2 separate regions of the Lactuca sativa genome follow, and region 2 is linked to region 1. Evidence: chromatin contacts called from public Hi-C data. All regions are on one chromosome and are shown on one strand. Each heading gives the region's core, a stretch centred on a gene start, on an enhancer-like site or on the middle of the called end of the contact. The rest is flanking DNA. Distances are from core to core; before and after follow the strand shown. Region 1 holds the start of LOC111888240. Region 2 holds the start of LOC111888246 (MLO-like protein 4).

Region 1 (5,777 bases), core at 1,594-4,093:
GTGGATTTGTTTCAGGTACTTCGGAGTCCAAGGGCAAAGGCAAGGCGTGATGATGCGGCGTGCACTCTATCTCTCTTTTCTGCTATGGTTTGGGGAACACTATGATGTTTTGAAAATAATAATGTTGTAATGTTGATGGTTTTGAAAACAATTATTGGAATCTTTATGATTTATGAAAAATGGTTGACTAATAAAAAATGAAAATTTTCTTTATAAAATTTGGGTCGTTACATATTCTTCTTCCTTCCTCCATTCTTGCACTCTGAATATTGATTATCGATTATGGACTTCTACAATCTCGATTCTTGAACACTGAAAGGCTTTCTGAACCACTGCAATTTTTTTTCCTTCTCCATTCCTGACTTCTCTGATTCTTCAGTGTTCAAAAGTCTCTGATGATTCATTGATTCAAGATATGTGCAGTGTTTTCACTTGATTTTTTTTCATCATCTATTAGGATTAATAGCCGATTAGTTTAATTTAGTTTAGAACAAAATTGGAAAAAATGATAGTTAATTTAGAACAAAAAAAAACATAGTATCATAATTGAAAAAAAAAATGTTTTGTGCAATATATATATATATATATATATATATATATATATATATTTCAATTTTGATAAATCATAATGTCACGTTATCAAAATTGACATGTCATTATGTCACATCAGCAAACCCCATTAACCGGTCAAGTGGTCTAAATCGTAACAAACTCGAAACACATCTAATGTGAAACAAAAAATAACATAATATTATAATCAAATTTTCGTATAAACTGAATGATTTTTGTGGCATTTACCCTTTATTAAATAATATTAATCTTGTAATTATATATTTTATGTAAATTCAACAATTTACATCATAAAACGGACAAAATAAAGCTTATAGAGTGATGGCTTTACAAAAACATGAAAAAATGCAAATGTCATCCATCAAAGACAAGGGTTAACTACAATGCACACAAAACACGGTACAATCAAAAGACATAACATAAAACATGCATATACATTCCGGTAATCAAACCTCAAATCCATTAATGTACAATTGAAGAACTAACTATAATCCAAATTATATTCAAAGCTAAACTTCTTATGATTGGACAGGTGATTACCATGTGATGTTTTATCCTAATCGATTAAGTAGCCTTCCTTCATATTATATATAATACACAATGTACAACAACTTTACCCAATGCCCACAACTTTACAATACAAACTATAAAAGCAAAATGAGAAAAAGTCTAATATAACCTCTCCCTTCATTGGTGAATTTTGACTCATATCTCTTATAATTGAGTAGCTGCAAGTTGCCTAACACGTCTTCTAAGCACCAATCTATGGCATATGCCAATCAAACACAGGATTACAACTAGTGCTATAGCACAAATATCAAACAACCTCCTTACCCCTATAGTCCCTGCAAAAAAAAAAAATACATATATTATTTCTCAATTCATATCATTCCTCTCATTATACAATAAATTGCAAGAAATAGCAACCTAATGTGGTAAAGTTTGTTGCTATTTATATGAATGTAGTACACAACAATATGGTGTAGTGAAACAAACCTGTTGGAATGAAGTCAAAGGAACTCATATTATAAATGCAGGACATCAACAACTGCAATCATGAAAAAAAAATGTCCATTAATTTTTAAGCCCATAAAAAATACTGATTTATATGATTAACTTACAGCAAAGATACGCATTGCATAGTAGTTTCCTCTGAATCTATCTGGATCCATCAAACCAGATAACATTCTTCTAAATACATCAGGAACCTCAAAAACTTTCTGCCAATTGCCAAAAGGAAAACAAAAAATCAAAAAAGAAATTTAAAAGAAAGTGATAATGGTGTATTATTATGTAAACAAACCTACCCATATGACACCACTAAAACCACCCTGGAAAAGGCGGTTATACCTTTGAACATTTTTTAGAGCTTCGATGACTTCAACTTCATGGATAATCAGTAAAGATGCCTCTGGTGTCAACTCGGTAATGGGTCGTGCACAAATTGGGCAATTGCATTTTTGAAGAGCTGTTCTGTATGTCCAGAATTGGAGTATGCAATTTGCTGTATATGTGAATCAATAAACCCTTGAAAAACCATTGATGGGGAAGAAGAAGAAAGAAAGAAAGAAATGATGTAGAAAGAATTACCACAAAACCAGTGTCCACAGTTTGTTTTACAGGCAATTGAGAAATCATCGAAGCAGATTGGACAGCAATCATCGTCGGGAGGAGTATCTGTATCTCCACCATGCTTCTTCCTCTCGGAAACAATCAATAACGCAGACTTTGAGTTTTCTTGTTCATCCTCCTGCATCAGATCTAAACTAGGGTTTTCCTGTTCAAAACCTTCAATTTTTTCATCGGAATTATCTCTAGGGTTTTCGTCTCTCTCATCAGCATCAGACCCATCGGAGCGATAATGATCATTTTCATGATGATGATCATCATCTCCTTCATTTCCGTCAAAAATCTCAACAATTTTAGGATGTTTAACGCCGTCTTGGTGAGATTCTTCATTCTTTCTTTTCCTCTTTCTTAGCAGAAACAAAACCGTCGTCCACTTCCTCTTCCTCACCTGGAAATTAGGGTTTCTGATCATTTTTTTTTTGTTGTGAAAAAATTGAACAGAAAAAAAAAATCAAAAACTGGAGATGAAGCTGAGGTTGTTGGAATGAAAAAGACGGCAATTACAGAGAAATTGGACGGATCCTTTCGATTTTGATTATTTCATGGTCGTCTTCCCTCGAGTCCTTCGATTTGTTGGGTCCCGCCATGCTATTCATTCTGAAACCGCGTGTTTTACATTTTCATGCCCATTGTTTTCTGTTAAATACTTCTGGATAAACAAATTTAGAAAAGTATTTAACAAAAGAAAACAATATATTAAACCATTTTTTTTACAATTTCAAGAAAAATATACAACTTCAACAAGACAAAACAATTTTTTATCAACTAGTTTGAATACTCACAAATTTACTTATTAATGACAAGCAATTTCATTTCAGCTTACCACACAAGAATTATGTATCAACAAAGATTCGATTCAACAAGGAATTCTGGGTTGTAGTTTGATAAAAATAGCCAACAAGAGATATTATATTCAAGCATATATGGAGTTCATAGATTCTACAAGGTCTTACATGGACAAACACAAAAATTCACTTACTACATCTACTGATCTACAAGAATGTTGATACATATAGGTGCTTACCAATTTTCCAACAACGCTATGAAACTTTCACATGTCAACAATTAAGCATGTGAACATTGAAAAATACTAAATTAACATACATCGCAAACTTTGATATACATATCCATGATGTGGTCTTAACTGCAAGCCTTGTCCTACAATTGTTCTCACCAAATGACAAGTTTAGTGAAAGCTTTTCCTATATGCACTTATGGTTATCCGTCCGTTGACTTTAAGATCATGTGCGAAGAATAAAGTGTGCCCCTTAAATATATTTTTGTTGAGTGAACAACAAAACAAGTTAAGCAATTTAGACAAATGATAAATGAACTTCAGTGAAACTTGCGGAATAAAACTTTTGAAAACTAAAATTAAAAACTGAACACATTGTTTAACGTGGTTTGGTCAAAGTGACATACGTCCACATACTAACTAGAGAAAAATTTATTAAACTTCTAAGAAAAATTACAATCACACACAAAGGTTACACCTCACTTGAGCTCTCAAAACAAAAGAATAAATATTGCTTACTAACTACTATAAAGTATATGCTCTCAACCTCAGAATGACCGCTCTCTTGAAATTTTATGCGTGCAAGGAATTATTATTTATAGACAAACATGGGTTCTAATGGGACAGACACATTCATAATTAGCCTATAAAGGGAGGGTGTCTTTGGACATCCTTATTTTGAAATTATTTGTATAAGTTAAATGACAGATTTCATATGGACACATGTTGTATTCACAAAATGGTCACATGTGGGCTGGGCTGGGGCTGTGGCAACACAAAACAAACCCAAAATTTCTAACAACTTTCAAATTGCACAAGTTCTCCCAAACTTTGCAAAACTTCAATGTGTTCCAAGCTCTCAATTTTCATTCAATTAAACCAATATTTGATTCAAGTATTTATTTTTTTTGACAATATCTTTAATTAAACACATCAGATGTACATGACGCCTGCTTATTGCGTCAACTTCAAGCAAATTTAGTCAAGATCATTGGGGAACGTTTTGGGCATGATGAAAAAGAAAACTAGTTAGAATCTATTAACTTAAAGTTTGTTGATCAATCAATGTTATTAGCTTATAATATATTTTTCTTTTAAATACGTTTACGTTTTTTTAATCAAAACAACAATTAATCACACATTTCGAAGTAAGAAGTCGTCAAAATTCAAGATTCCTTGTTTCAATTAAAATTTTTTAGAATGCCAACAACTGAAATCTTTGCTTCAACAATAAGAACGTCATCCAACACGAAGCCTTTTTCTGGGTCACCAACTTCACTTAACAACATGAAACTCGGATAACCCCAAGAAGCGGATGACTTGCAAAACCAGCGTTCAGCTTCTGCAAAACAGAACCGGAATACAAAACATCAAGAGGTGATAAATAATCTAGGTGAAAGGAATCTCAGGCCTTCGAATATATCAGATATTACCTCTCTCTTGATCAACATCCCCACCTTGATTCTTTACACGAATCTTCTATTTTGCATAAGCAGTCCACCCATCCGGAAGCAATTCAGAATTATGTACTTGGAGAAAAATTGAAAGATTTGTGCCCTTTCCTTCTCCTTGTCCTTTAGGATAGAGTTTTATCTTCCTGAAATCAACCAGCTTGAAGCATTACGTTTAAGTCTTTCTACATGTACAATATATTGATATCTAACCAAAACCCCAATGCATGGCAAGAATGTATGATTAACTTACCAATGAACTTTCCCAATTTTAAAGTAATCCGAGTACAATAGATTCTCACTTATTTCTGAAAACTTTTCAATTGTCCAAGTATGAGTGTTAACGACTGCCGGAGGTTTTATCATCGATAAACATTGATCGTTTGCTGCGAACTTTGGAACATCAAAAACCTCAACTCCAAACACACAAGAATCAAGAAAGAAAAAACCATTTCTAGCATCAGTAAAAGAAGCCAGTGATAAGAGTCTATTAAATCCCCATCTGGTCTTCTTCTCATGAAACCTTGTCCTCTTCCCATCAACATCTTTAAACACATGGATTAACACGAAGGTTGTCAGGTTCATGCTTTTATATGTAACCACGTTAATAACATCAATCAAGGCGTCGACGATTTTACCTTGGAAGGTTATATAATTGTGGTGTATATGATCATAAACACAAAATTTTCCATCAACCCACACTTCCCATCCCTTTGGGAGACTTTCTGCATTACATATTGCCACATATATATATTGAAATGTGATTGCCCCAACTTTCCTCATTTCCATTTGGGTACAATTCTAGCCTCCTAAAAGTTATAAAAAAGTTGCATATGAACATAAAATAGTTGAGAATAGTTGAATATTTAGGATATTGAAAGCTGACCATTTGTAGCCAGCAGCTTCAAAAACATCAGATTCAAACTTAATGGTTTTAGCTTCAGAAAGAAGTGAGAAAGATTCGATCTTCAACATATAATGGGCTGGCTCATTTTTCCCACTATATCTGGACATACGAGCTGCCATGCAAAACTTACTTACCAATCAACAATATATGTAAATATATAAGAAATCTAGCTAAAATACATTTTCTTTCAAACCTTCGGAAGACA
Region 2 (5,777 bases), core at 1,894-4,393, 150 kb after region 1:
GTCTTTATATAATATAATTTCATATTTTTTATATATTAAAATATTTGTGGATTAGGAATTTAGGGTATTAGTAAACGAGTTTCTTAACGAGCTCGAGCCGAGCATAAATTTATTTAGGCAAGTCAGACAAAAAACAAGCCAAGCTCGAGCTCGAGCCTCTTAGAACTTAAACGAGCCCGAGCCGAGCTTGGCCAGGCTCGGGCTTGGCTCGGCTCGTTTGCACCCCTAGTTATATATATATATATATATATATATATATATATATATATATATATATATATATATATATATATATATATATATATATAATTTTTAAGTAAAAACTAAACTTGTTTTTAAATTTTTTTCATCATTATTATTATTTTCGTTTTATTTTTCATCAATTTGATAACCTTTTAAAAAAACTGTAAAAATATATAAATATATTAGAGTATATTAAAGTTTTGGCTTTTGAGTTTGGTCGTATATGATTTTTTTTTTTTAATTCAATTAAAGTAATATCACTATTTCTCCCAATTTTATATTTTTCTTTTCTAAAAGTATGATTTTTTTTTGGAAAAGAACAAACCGTTATAAAAACTTCAATAAAAGACCATATATATATATATATATATATATATATATATATATATATATATATATATATATATATATATATATATATATATATATATATATATAGAGAGAGAGAGAGAGAGAGAGAGAGAGAGAGAGAGAGAGAGAGAGAGAGAGAGAGAGAGAGAGAGAGAGAGAGAGAGAGAGAGAGAAGAAAATTATAAATATAAACATACGGATGATTTTATTCAATCTTAACTAATTTTTAGACTTGATATAAGGAAATGTTAAGTATGATCCAAATATAGGTTTTTAAATTCTTAAAAAGTGCATGTACTCACAAAATTCAGTTATATTTTTTCTTTAAAATTAAATTACATATTAAATTTTCTGTAACAACTAATTTTGACAACCATTATAAATTGTTTGTGATAGATTTATGATAAATAGATTTACGTATAAATGATTATTTAATTTATTATTTTCGGTATAAACTTAATGTCAACATGAATAAATATATAGAACGAAATTTAGAGTTCAATTTTTAATGAAAATTACATTTAAAAAAAAATAAATAAAAAAACATAAAATACTTAAAAGAGAGTTTAGTTTTCTTTTTACAAAAAATAAAGTTCACAGTTTAATTTAGCATGATCAGAAGTTTAGTGGCTAACGAGTCGTTTTACCCCCACTTAGGCCACATAGGCAGGGAAATCGGCTACTTGGATGCATGAGGTTGGAACGGCCAAAATGAACAAAAGTTCATACTTTAGGTTTTAATTTAACATGATTAGATGTTTAGTGGCTAAATCGAGTTAAAATCTAGAGTTTAATGGTCATTTGAATCAAAACAAAAATATTTTAATTTTATTTTTACATATTTACCAAATATGTAAAAGATTTAAATTGCTTCTTAAACGTCCCAAATCACTACTTAAGTTATTTTTAAAAGAAATATATATTATGTAAAGCACTTTTTTTTTTGTCCATTATACTTCTTTTTTTTACAGGTTGAAGGTGACGTGTTCATTTATTTATATGACGTTGGCGTGACAATAGTGTCATTGCCATATCTTAGAACGTTGTTTTGAGATAGATTTTTTTTCAATGCTTCATTACTTTTACCATATTCCACATCATTCATCTTACATCTACATGCCACACCATTCATTTAGACCTTAGGTTGGCGGGTTTGATCATCACGCCACCCCTCAGCCACCCTCTTCCACCTCAACACCATCTTCACACTACAACATGAGGGTGTGGTCATCACAATAAGAGAAAATGGAGGAGGAGAGAAGAAGAGATGAGAGAAAAAGAAGCAGTCGTGGTCAGTTGTAAAGGGGTCATGATGCTCGACTTCACCTCAGCGTCATGGTTGAGAGGGGCAGTGTTTACACCGTGATGATGTTCTATCTTAACATCACGCCATAGACGTGTCGCTTACACCCTGTAACCTTATGGCCATCTCAATGCTCCATTATCCATTAAAAGTTCAAAACCAACTAACTAGACCATCAACCACCAAGATATGATTCACAACCACCATTTAACACTCACATAATTTTATGAGTTATTTTTACTTAAAAGGTTTATTTATGTATAATTACATACAATTAGTAACAATCACAAGCTTATGGTGTAGCTTGACCAATTCCAAAGGCATGACGATGAATATAATCAAGAACCCCACAAAATTTACAAGGTATGACAATAGCCTTGTAATATGATGTTTCAAGAAATTGTGATGTTTTTTTAAACAAAATCCCATTAAAACTTTGATAAGTGTTGGAGGGATTAATATCTAAATTAAGTAACAACTAATTATATCACTGTAATTATTAACTTTATGAAAAAAAAATGAAAAGGTAAGTTCACTGTTAAAGACACAAAAAAACAAATTGGACGACAATGGCGAAATGAGATGGAATAAAATACGTCCCTTGAAATGTGAATATCTTCTTTTGGCGTCTTTGTTTAAATCGACTTCCTTTCATAATGAACTTTGTCGAGAAGGCATTGATATTCCTATGGTTCTTTGTCTTGAGTGTTCGTTGCAGTCAGAATATTTACTTCACTTATTTGGTTAATGTGATCGTTGTGAGGACTTGGAATGCCATATTTAGTATGTTGGAGCTTTCTTTCACTATGCATTTGGGTGTTTTAGATGTTGGACTCTACATATGCCCTTGGTTAAGAAGAATGCATTGATTACTATTATGATGGCGACATATTGGGTGCTTTGAGAGTTGGTTTTCTATTTTATTGTTGATTATTAGTTTATACCTTTGGTTTTGATGGGTATTATGCAAAACATTTAACCCTATGTGTGCATGCAACCCTATAAAAGTTGATCTATGTTTTCTCTAATTTAACATATAACTTGAACAACAAAATAGAAAAACCCTAGCTACTAGCATATATTCAAAATACACAAAATAAGGGTTAAAGTAATTATACCTTGATTGTTATGTAGTAATAACAATCCAAATACTTGTGTTGAAGCCTTGAGAGCAAACGTCACAAATGTCACGCCTCTAGTGGTTCACACCCAACACTAGCAATAGAGAATGATTGAGAAGGAGGAGAGAGGCTTCAAATTTTTTGCTAGCTCTTCAAGAGAATCAGTGGCCAAAAATTAGAGGGTTTAGGTTGTTTATATAGTGCAGTCAGGAAACCCTAGATAAACTCTAATTCAAGAAATTCTCAAATCGTGCAGTTATCTACCTTCATGTTTATCTACCAAAGACCATTCTAGAACTCCTTAATCTCCAAGAAACTGTCCATGCCTTCATGGAGGGTTTTAGATTGCCTCTTGCTCAACTATTGAACAATTGCACTTCAGTTCCTACACTTGTAATTAATTCTTTTAATCCTAAAACTAATTCCAATTAATTTCTAATTAAAAATTAATTAAATATTATTATTTCTAATTAATGTATTATTTTCATAATATATTAATAAATCATTTATTTCAATTTATTAATCAAATAATAAATCAACCTCTTTCTCCAAAATCATCATGTCTGGTTGCTAGTCTTGAGGGCAACCCAAAAAAACTGTGCTACTATCAATTTAAGTATATACCTAATTGGAACCAAAAGGTTAATGTTAGTTGAATTTTTTTGGCTTCAAATCCCCTTGAACACCTTGTAAATGTGTGCTAGCTCCTTGCTATTTTTTGATTTTTAATATATAACCATTTAGTCGTTCAAAAAAAGAGGAAAAAGTTAATTAGTTATGGGTTTTTTATGCCTAAGTTGACAAGAAAATAGCATAGGATGAAAAGAAAAAAAATCGTAAAGTATGGAAAGAAAGAAGATTTAGGTCGTGCTTGTTGAGAACGACACTTTTTTGTTTTCAGGTAGGCTTTGATAAACGATAAACCCTAATTAATGTATGGATAACTTATGTTATGTTCATGTGAATGGTTGGGCATTAATTATACAACATATTTCAACAAAACCACATGGAAATTAGGACTATGAATCCAATTGTTTTATTAAAGGGTTAATGTCATAATATAACATCATAGTTGTCGGGTTTTTAAACATTTTCTTCATTATCTATTTTTAGTTTGTGACAATTCATTGAACTTTAAATATTATCTAATAGATACACCGTGATATTTTCTTCAAAATATATCATGATTTGTTTTCCCGATTTAACAGGTAAAACAGATGGTGTGGCATATATGATCCATCATCGTCCATATGGTTTTCTTTTATTTTCTAAAATGAAATAATATTATCTAATCTTATCGTTTATTTATATTTATAATGTTATTAGTTAATAAATCAATCTCTTGAATGAATTTGTTCATCACTTCTTATGAGATGTGATTTTCACATAACACAAACACTCACATGTTCATTCATAAGAAGAACAACACTTTGTCTTCTCCTACACATATGATATGTCGGAACCAATAAATCGAAAACTTCCATGGATACATTGAAGATTCCATGTTGGGTAAGGACAACGAAGTTTAGAGGATGATCGTTGACGGTATGATATTAAGTTTTTTGTTTCTAGGTTTAGGTTTCTATTAGAGAGGTGTTTGAGATTGAGTTTGAAAAATGATTATTGACTTATTAGTTTTCCAAAAAAAAAAAAAAAAACCTTACAAAATATGTTTGAAAGATAGAAAATGTTTTTGAAAACAACTTTTTAACACCATCAAAAAGACTTTTTAAAAAAAATCCGAACACTTTTTTTTAAATGGTTTATCAACTTATAGCATATTCCCACCACATAATCTAATCCAAACATATTTTTAAAACTTGTTTTTATCACCAAATAAGCTAATAAACACTTTTATCAAAAAGTGCTTATTGAGTTAAATAGTCTCAAAAATCTCTATAAAATCTTTGTATAAATCTAGTGGAAACTCTATAAACGAACATTAAGCATCACCAACACCCAAGATATCATTCAAACTCAAAAGTCGATAACATAATCAACAAAAAAAAACGAAAACATGGTTATGGTGATGGATGATATGCATAATTTAGACCATTTCACATTTATGCAATGGATTTTTCCCATGAGAACAACCAACATCAACTTCATTGAGAAGATTATTAGTCTTATTACAAAGAGATTTCATGATTAAGTAAACAAGTCTATGATGACAACAACTATCCACCCAACACCAAATGGGAAACTGAAACTTTTTATATCATTTCCCCCAAATTTCCACCTCCGGTGAGTTCCTAATCAGAAAAATTTTACGATTTCCAAAGGGAACATCTACCAGGCGCATGTAAGATTATGCTATTTTTTTTTATCATAAACACAAACACAAACACAAACCCCAAAAGCCAAATCAAGCCACTGAAATTAGAAAATAATTATTTTTATTTTTTAGATACGTGGCGGCTGTTGGTGGCTAGAAACAGGGTTGTTATGAACAGAAGTAGAGTCGGTATTTTTCAAAGAAAGGTTTGCAAATTGGGAATCAAGTCTTTCCCGACTAGCGGTTCTCCGGTGGTGGCTTTGTGGTGGTTGTGGTTGTTGTTGGTGGTGATACAAGGCCCGTAGTCTTCCGAGCTCTCTCTCCAAAACTTCATGCTCCACTAAAAAAATAAATCATTTTTAGTTTTCGTATATGGAAATTTTCAACATAAAAAGTTAAATAAGTTAATCTTGAAATGGAATGGAAAATGGAAATGGAATGAGTCATTACATTCCATGGTCATGATTTTATATCGTTAAATTTA

The links. Hi-C and Micro-C count contacts between places; a contact is called where the count stands out from the background.
Region 2: a contact with region 1 is called in a Hi-C map of leaf, with 7 times the contacts expected there. The contact joins the promoter of LOC111888246 here to the promoter of LOC111888240 in region 1. A contact is called at or near these places in 2 of 4 Hi-C or Micro-C datasets (both in leaf).

Annotation. Positions count from the first base shown.
Region 1 is chr9:219,169,131-219,174,907 of Lsat_Salinas_v11, forward strand. LOC111888240 reads right to left here and starts at 2,844. Exons shown (of 6, transcript XM_042898189.2): 1 at 2,704-2,844; 2 at 2,161-2,587; 3 at 1,878-2,074; 4 at 1,692-1,790; 5 at 1,567-1,618; 6 at 986-1,415. The coding sequence starts at 2,326. The coding sequence ends at 1,285.
Region 2 is chr9:219,319,673-219,325,449 of Lsat_Salinas_v11, forward strand. It overlaps LOC111888246 (MLO-like protein 4), which reads right to left and starts at 3,144. Exons shown (of 16, transcript XM_023884374.3): 1 at 3,016-3,144. It overlaps LOC111888237, which reads right to left. Exons shown (of 5, transcript XM_023884367.3): 5 at 5,094-5,633. The coding sequence ends at 5,422.